Linked DNA regions of Pan troglodytes: region 1 is linked to region 2. Evidence: chromatin contacts called from public Hi-C data. All regions are on one chromosome and are shown on one strand. Each heading gives the region's core, a stretch centred on a gene start, on an enhancer-like site or on the middle of the called end of the contact. The rest is flanking DNA. Distances are from core to core; before and after follow the strand shown. Region 1 overlaps GALK2 (galactokinase 2). Region 2 overlaps SHC4 (SHC adaptor protein 4).

Region 1 (3,611 bases), core at 218-2,717, 360 kb before region 2:
AATGTCAGGTACAAAATATCAATAAATTAAATGACCTGTTACAAATTTGATGTCTCCTAAAGAGTCCATTTGGGTACAAACAGAACCATACATACACACACACACTAGCAATTTTAAATACTCACGGATACAAGGGATTTGTATTGGCCAGTTGGAGAGCGTACGTTTTCACAGGTTCTACAGCTATTAGCACATCTTGTTCTACAGCCATAGGAAGAACAGAATATCCACAATAATCTATATGCTCGCCTAGAAAAAAGAGAAAGCTTTTTTAATCATTGCTAATATATAAAACAAAAGCACCTCAAGAAAGTTTACATACAGGAAAAAACTGACCATGAGCCAGGTTTTAACAGTAAATAAAAATAAAGGGAAGCAGAGCAAGATGGCCAAATAGAACCCTTCCATGATCTTACACCAAATTGAGCAACTACCTATGCAATAAACACCTTCATAAGAACCCAGAAAATTCAGGTGAGTACCTGAAAATCACAGTACCTGGTTTTAACATAACATCAGGGATAGAGGAATTGAAGAGGACAGGAAAGACAGTCTTGCATTGCCTACAGGATCCCTTCCAGCATGGACAGAGAAACTGTGTTTGGGGGAGGGAGGGTGAAGTGAGTGTGGGTCTTTGCACTGGAACTCAGTGCAGCCATGTTACAGAAAAACACAAAACAGCAGAACTCTGCTAGCACCCAAGGAGGGGGCATTTAGATCAGCCCTGGGCAAGACAGAATTCTCAATCTCAGCAGGAGGAACCTGAGTCCCAACCAACCTCACCTCTGGCTAACTAAACTGGCCTAGTGCCCAGAATAAGCTTAAGAGGCTGTCAGGCCGCAAGTACTGCAGTCCTCGGGCAAGCCCTGGTACTGCACCGGCCTTGGAGGCAGTAGACTTGGGATGTGTGACCAAGTGTGACACCAGCTGTGGCAGCCAGGGGAGTGCCTGATCGCATTGCACCCAACTCCAGGAAGTGCAGTTTGGGGAGAGATTCCTTTAGCTTAAGGAAAGAAGTGGGAAGAGTACAGAAGACTGTCTTGCAATTTGGGTACCAGCTCAGCCAAAGTAAAGCACCAAGGAGATTCCTGAAGCTGTCAATTCCAGGACTTAGTTCCTGGACCCACCCTCATTCAGAGGGAATCCACTGCCCTGAAGAGAAGAACCCAGTCTTGGCAGGATTCACCTGCTCACTAAAGATCCCTTGGGCCTTGAATAAACATCAGCAGTAACCAGGCAAGATCCAGTATTATACAGGCTTCAGGTGTGACCCAGCACAGTGCCAGCTGTGGAAGCCATGGAAGTGCTCTAGGCAGCCCAGTATGGAGACAGACTACTTCTGACTGGGAGGAGTAAAGGGAAGATATCAAGAGGACTTTGCCTGACAACCCAGGGAATTCTCCTTTACCTTACCCAAACTCATCAAGGCAGTGCCTCTAGATGTCAGGAAGAATTGCAGCATTCCTGGGCTTAGAGCACCTCCTTGTGCCGATATGCCCATACGGACCACAGGCTTAGAGCACAACACACTCAATCCCATTTGAATACATGAAAAGCCTTCTCAAGAATGAAGGGAACAAACAAGCCCAGACTACACAGACAAATAAATATCTAATTTGTCAATGCCCATAAGTGATGAATGTCCACAAGCATCAAGAGTATCCAGGAAAACATGACCTCATTAAATGAACTACAGAAGATACCAGTGACCAATCCCAGAAACATGGAGATGTATGTCCTTTCAGACAGAGAATTCAAAAGAACTGTCTTGAGGAAGCTCAACAAACTTAAAGATAACACAGGGAAGAAATTCATTATTCTACCAGAGAAATTTAACAACGAGATTAAAATAGTTTTTGAAATTTCAAACAGAAATTCTGCAGCTGAAAAATTCAACTGACAAACTCAAAAATGTCTCAGAGTCTCTCAACAGCAGAATCGATCAAGAAAAATAAATAGTGAACCTGAAGACAGGCTATATAAAAATACACAGTCAGAGGAGAGAAAAGAGAAATAATTTAAAAAGAATGAAGCCTCTCTACAAGATCTAGAAAATAGCTTAAAAGGGGCAAATCTAAGAGTTATTGGCTTTAAAGAGGATGTAGAGATAGAGAGATCAGGGTAGAAAGTTTATTCAGTGAAATACTGATAGAAAACTTTCCAAACCTAAGAAAAGATACAAATATTAAGGTATAAGAAGATCACACAACACCAAAAGGATTCAACCCAAATAAGACTAACTCAATTAATATATTAATCAAACTCTCAAAGGTCAAGGATAAAGAAAGTATCCTAAAAGCAGAAAAAGAAAAGAAGCAAAGAACATATAAAGGGGCTTCAATATGTCTAGTAGGAGACAACTCCGCAGGAAACTTAGAGGCCAAGAGAGAGGGGGAAGACATATTCAAAGTGTTGAAGAAAAACAACTTTTGAACTAGAATATTATTTCCAGTAAAATTATCCTTCAAACATGAAAGAGAAATACTTTCCCAGACAAACACAGCTGAGGGGTTTCAACAACACCAGACCTGTCTTGCAAAAAATGTTAAAGAGAGTTCTTCAATCTGAAAGAAAAGCACATTAATGTAAAAAAATATATATCACATGGTGGTACAGAACTCACTGGTAGTGGTAAATGAACAGATGAATACAGAATACTCTAACACTGTAACTATAGTGTTAAAACACTCGTATCTTAGTAGGAAGATTAAAAGACAAACCTATCAAAAATAGTAACTGAAACAGCTTTCTGAGCATAAAAAGATATAAACAGAGACAATCAAAAGTGACAAAGCAGCCGGGCATGGTGGCTCAAGCCTGTAATCCTAGCACTTTGGGAGGACAAGGCAGGAAGATCACGAGGTCAGGAGATCGAGACTATCCTGGCTAACATGGTGAAACCCCATCTCTACTAAAAATACAAAAAAAGAAAAAATAGCTGGGTGTGGTGGCAGGTGCCTGTAGTCCCAGCTACTTGGGAGGCTGAGGCAGGAGAATCGCTTGAACCCGGGAGGCAGAGGTTGAAGTGAGCCGAGATCACGCCACTGTATCCAGCCTGGGTGACAGAGTGAGACTCCATCTCAAAAAAAAAAAAAAAAAGTGACAAAGTGAAGAAATGGGGTTAAGGTAAAGTTTTGGGGGTTTTTTTTGTTTTCTTTTTGCTGATTTCTTTTTTATTTTCATTGTAATCAGAGTTAAGCTGTCATCTGCTTAAAATAATTGGTTATGTTATTTGCAAGCCTCACAGTAACCACAAAACAAAAACCTGTAACAGATACAAAAAAAGTTGGCTTTTTTTGTTTGTTTGTTTGTTTTTGAGACAGACTCTTGCTCGGTCGCCCAGGCTGGAGTGCAGTGGCATGATCTCAGCTCACTGCACGCTCCACCTCCCGGGTTCATGCCATTCTCCTGCCTCAGCCTCCTGAGTAGCTGGGACTACAGGCACCCGCCACCATGCCCAGCTAAATTTTTTTGTATTTTTTAGTAGAGATGGGGTTTCACCGTGTTAGCCATGATGGTCTCGATCTCCTGACCCCATTATCCACCCGCCTCCGCCTGCCAACGTGCTGGGATTACAGGCGTGAGGCACCATGCCCAGCCCAAAAAAAGTT
Region 2 (3,809 bases), core at 511-3,010:
ATGGAATGGCCCAAGACGTCATAAGTACCATAGGGCAGGCTTTTGAACTCCGGTTTAAACAGTACTTGAAAAATCCTTCTTTGAATACTTCTTGTGAAAGGTCAGCCAAGAGTTTTATAATAATTTGACAATATATATATATGTGTGCGTTTATCTGTATATATTTATTTGTGTGTGTATATATAACATTAATGTGGCATTTTAAAATGAACTAATAAAATTAGTAATTTTTTTCTTACAAATAGACACAGTCTCAGTACAAAATAATATTTTCATTCCATTCATATTTATCCAGTTATATCCTCTTGCTTTGTAACAAGATTAAAAGAGATCCCTTCTCACTAAAAGTAAGAATAGATTATCTCTGTTATTCTAGCACTATAAAGAGCTTTGAATTAATTAATTGAAATCAAAATAATAAACATCAATAAACTTCTCAGATTTGTTTCAACCCCAGATCCTTTACATATCAGTTAAAAAAACAAAAACAGCAAGAACAAAGAGCAAAATAAGAATCAAATGTCTCTTGTAGAAATTCCTGTCAGTTGGTTTGCAATGTAAATAGATAGGCTTCAGCTAAACTGTGGTTAGAGTGGAACACGGTGGGACCCAAGGATTTGGTTGTTCTAAGGCACAGAAAGTCTGCAATGAAAGCTGAACCCTTTCAGGCCTGTCAGACTCCACCAAGTGTGGAATGCAGTGATGCCTCTGGCTCACACAATTCATGCCGGAGAAACAAAACTCTTGGGTACTTTAAAATGCATTTTCCTCTGGTATGTCACTTTGTGTATCAACAAATACTAGGTTTGGAGATCTCCTTTTATGAGGTAGTCTAGGGCAGCAAAGGAGAGGGTGTTACCAGGAGGCCTTGATGCTGAATTTTTCCCAGGATAGCACTTCTGTCTTAGTGCTATCATTTTATTGACATGTAATGAACCTAACAAAACTGTGTGAGTTGTCAGTTGAATCAGTTCAATCCAAATAGACTTGATTTATTCTTTTTTTTTTTTTTTTAGTAAGAAACTTTCCCTGATTCCAATTTGGAAGAAAAGTCTGTTTGTTTGTTTGTTTGTTTGTTTGTTTGTCTTGCCCTGTTTCAATTTTAAAAACAATTCCATGTTTATATAAATCTACCCACTTGCCACATATGGTTCTAATATTTCTTTATTAATCCCATGTACTCCTCCAGATCTGTGCAGACAAGATAGCTGGCCATAGCTCTCTTATTTTTTTTTTCTTCTTGGTTTAATAAACTGGGACAGGCCCTATACCCGAAGAACAATATTTAAATTTTATCTGGGCAAAACATTTCCAAAATGGAACAATCAAAGTGTGCTGGAGATACTCAAGAATACTTTGTATTTTTATGATCTTATGACAAAAATATCTTACATTTAGGAAGTTCATATATTGTTATTATCATTATTTTTATCACTGGAGGAGACACAAAAGCATCACCCTTGGCACTTTCTATTGGCTTACCCCGTTTTGTCTACAGAAAGCTAAACAACTCAACCATCTGACTGCTTCCATCCAGATGTTTAACATCACTTAAGCACAGCTATAAACTGAAAACATGAATGCAAAGTTTTTCAGGATGATTTGCTTGGTTCTGATCCCCTTGCATCCCTTACAGTATTTGAATTTTCTCCCAGCCTCTTGAGGATTCTTTTTTCCTTCACAGTGAGGAGGTGCATATTGATAGCCATGCCGAGGAGAGAGAAGATCATGAATATTACAATGAAATTCCAGGGAAGCAGCCACCAGTAGGTGGTGTTTCAGATATGCGGATCAAAGTTCAAGCCACGGAACAAATGGCTTACTGCCCCATACAGTGTGAAAAGTTGTGCTATTTGGTATGTAATGTTTTATTGTTGTTGGAACCAGCAATGCAATTCTGCCCTTATCACTAGAGCATTTACTTTGAGGATTTCCAAATGCTAGTTTAGAGAAAGTCCTGTCTTCCTCAAATACAGAGCCAGAGAGTGAATAACTGTCAGAGGCTACACTAGATCATTTTTACTCCTAATCCCCCAATTGTAGCCTCAGCAGATGATCTCATATCTCACTTCACTGGGAAGACTGAGGCGATCCAACATGTTATCCTCAGCTTCACCCCTCCACAGCTCTAAGTCTGCCCATGTTCTCCTTGCTTCTCTTCCTTAGCAACTATCTCCAAAGCTAATCTTTTCCCTGTGCTTCTCATCCAATCCTCTCCTGCCAACTCTGTGTCCTAGTTCTGTCCAGTAACGTCTGTCTCAATCTTCACTCTTTCTCTATTGGTTCCTTCTGCCTGCAAAAAACTTGGACTCCCTCAACCCAACCTAATAATGTTCCACCTCCTTGTCATCTTCCTTTCACCCACAAACTTCTAGAAAGCATTGTCCCTGTCTTTGTGTTAACATGTGCACTATACTGGAAGATCTGAACTCTGCTTGACAATCTGATGGAAGTTACTTTTACAATGGTCACCAGTGGTTTAATTGCTAAATCTATTTCCTTCTTCAGTATTCTGTATCTCTTTATAATGTTTGACCCCTCTTCTTTTTTGTTGTTGTTATTTTTGTAATTTCAACTTTTATTTTATTTTATTTTTGTTTTAGTTTTTTTCTTTCCACCTTTTATTTTAGGCTCAAGGGGTACATGTGTAGGTTTGTTAACAAGGGTAAATTGTTTATCATAGGGGTTTGGCATACAGATAATTTTGTCACCCAGGTAATCAGCATAACACCTGGTAGCTAGTTTTTAAATCCTCACCCTCCTCCCACCCTTCACTCTCACATAGGCCCCAGTGTGTCTATTGTTCACTTCTTTGCGTACATGTGTACTAAATTCAATTTTTATTTTAGATTGAGGGAGTATGTGTGCAGGTTTGTTACATCAACATATCGCATGATGCTGAGGTTTGAGATACAAATGATCCCATCAGCCAGGTAGTGAGCATAGTAACAGATAGCTTTTCAGCCTTTGCCCCCCTCTTTCCGTCCTCCTTTTAGTGGTCCCCAGTGTCAATTGTTGCCATCTTTATGTCTATGAGTACCCAATATTTAGCTCCTACTTATAAGTGAGAACATGTGGTATTTGGTTTTCTGTTCCTGTGTCAATTCACTTAGGATAATGGCCTCCAGCAGCATCCATGTTGTTGCAAAGGACATGATTTTATTCTTTTTTGTGGCTGCATAGTATTCCATGGTGTATATGTACCACATTCTCTTTATCCAATCCACCATTGATGGGCATCTAGATTGATTCCATGTCTTTGCTATTGTGAATAGTGCTGCAATGAACATAGAAATTCATGTGTCTTTTTGATAGAACAATTCATTTTCCTTTGGGTGTATACCCAGTAGTTGGGATTGCTGGGTCAAATGTTTGAGTGCTGTTTTAAGTTCTTTGAGAACTTTCCAAACTGCTTTTCACAGTGACTGGACTAGTTTACATTCCTACCAACAGTGTATGAGCATTCCCCTTTCTCTGCAGCCTTGCCAGCATCTGTATTTTTGCCTTTTTAATGATAGTCATTCTGATGTGATATGTGATATGTGATTGTGGTTTTGATTTGCACTTCTCTGATGATTAGTGATGTTGAGCATCTTTTCATATGTTTGTTGGCTGCTTGTATGTGTTCTTTTGAGAAATGTCTGTTCATGAAATTTGCCCACTTTTTAATGGGGTTGTTTTTTGCTTGTTGAATTAAGTTTCTTATAGATTCTACATATTAGACCTTTTTGGATGCGTAGTGTTTGTGAATATTTTCTCCCATTCTGTAGATTGTCTGTTTACTCTGTTGATAGTTTCTTTTGCTGTGC

What was found. A called contact is a pair of places that touch in the nucleus more often than the background predicts.
Region 1: a Hi-C map of induced pluripotent stem cells shows a contact between it and region 2, with 1.7 times the contacts expected there. The contact joins two enhancer-like sites. A contact is called at or near these places in 4 of 7 Hi-C or Micro-C datasets (blood, induced pluripotent stem cells and stem cell-derived neural progenitor cells) and 1 of 1 other capture datasets (stem cell-derived neural stem cells).

The regions. Positions count from the first base shown.
Region 1 is chr16:41,200,282-41,203,892 of NHGRI_mPanTro3-v2.0_pri, reverse strand. It overlaps GALK2 (galactokinase 2), which reads right to left. Exons shown (of 11, transcript XM_063794121.1): 4 at 126-249. Among named protein-coding and RNA genes, the nearest start is that of GALK2, 61 kb to the right of the region's middle. Within about 2 kb of position 1,467, at least 1 of the 24 cell types and tissues checked has an H3K27ac peak or open chromatin away from gene starts, as enhancers often do. A contact at or near this core is called in induced pluripotent stem cells, where this site is marked.
Region 2 is chr16:40,841,387-40,845,195 of NHGRI_mPanTro3-v2.0_pri, reverse strand. It overlaps SHC4 (SHC adaptor protein 4), which reads left to right. Exons shown (of 12, transcript XM_054666913.1): 7 at 1-100; 8 at 1,685-1,856. Among named protein-coding and RNA genes, the nearest start is that of EID1, 22 kb to the left of the region's middle. Within about 2 kb of position 1,760, at least 2 of the 24 cell types and tissues checked have an H3K27ac peak or open chromatin away from gene starts, as enhancers often do. A contact at or near this core is called in induced pluripotent stem cells, where this site is marked.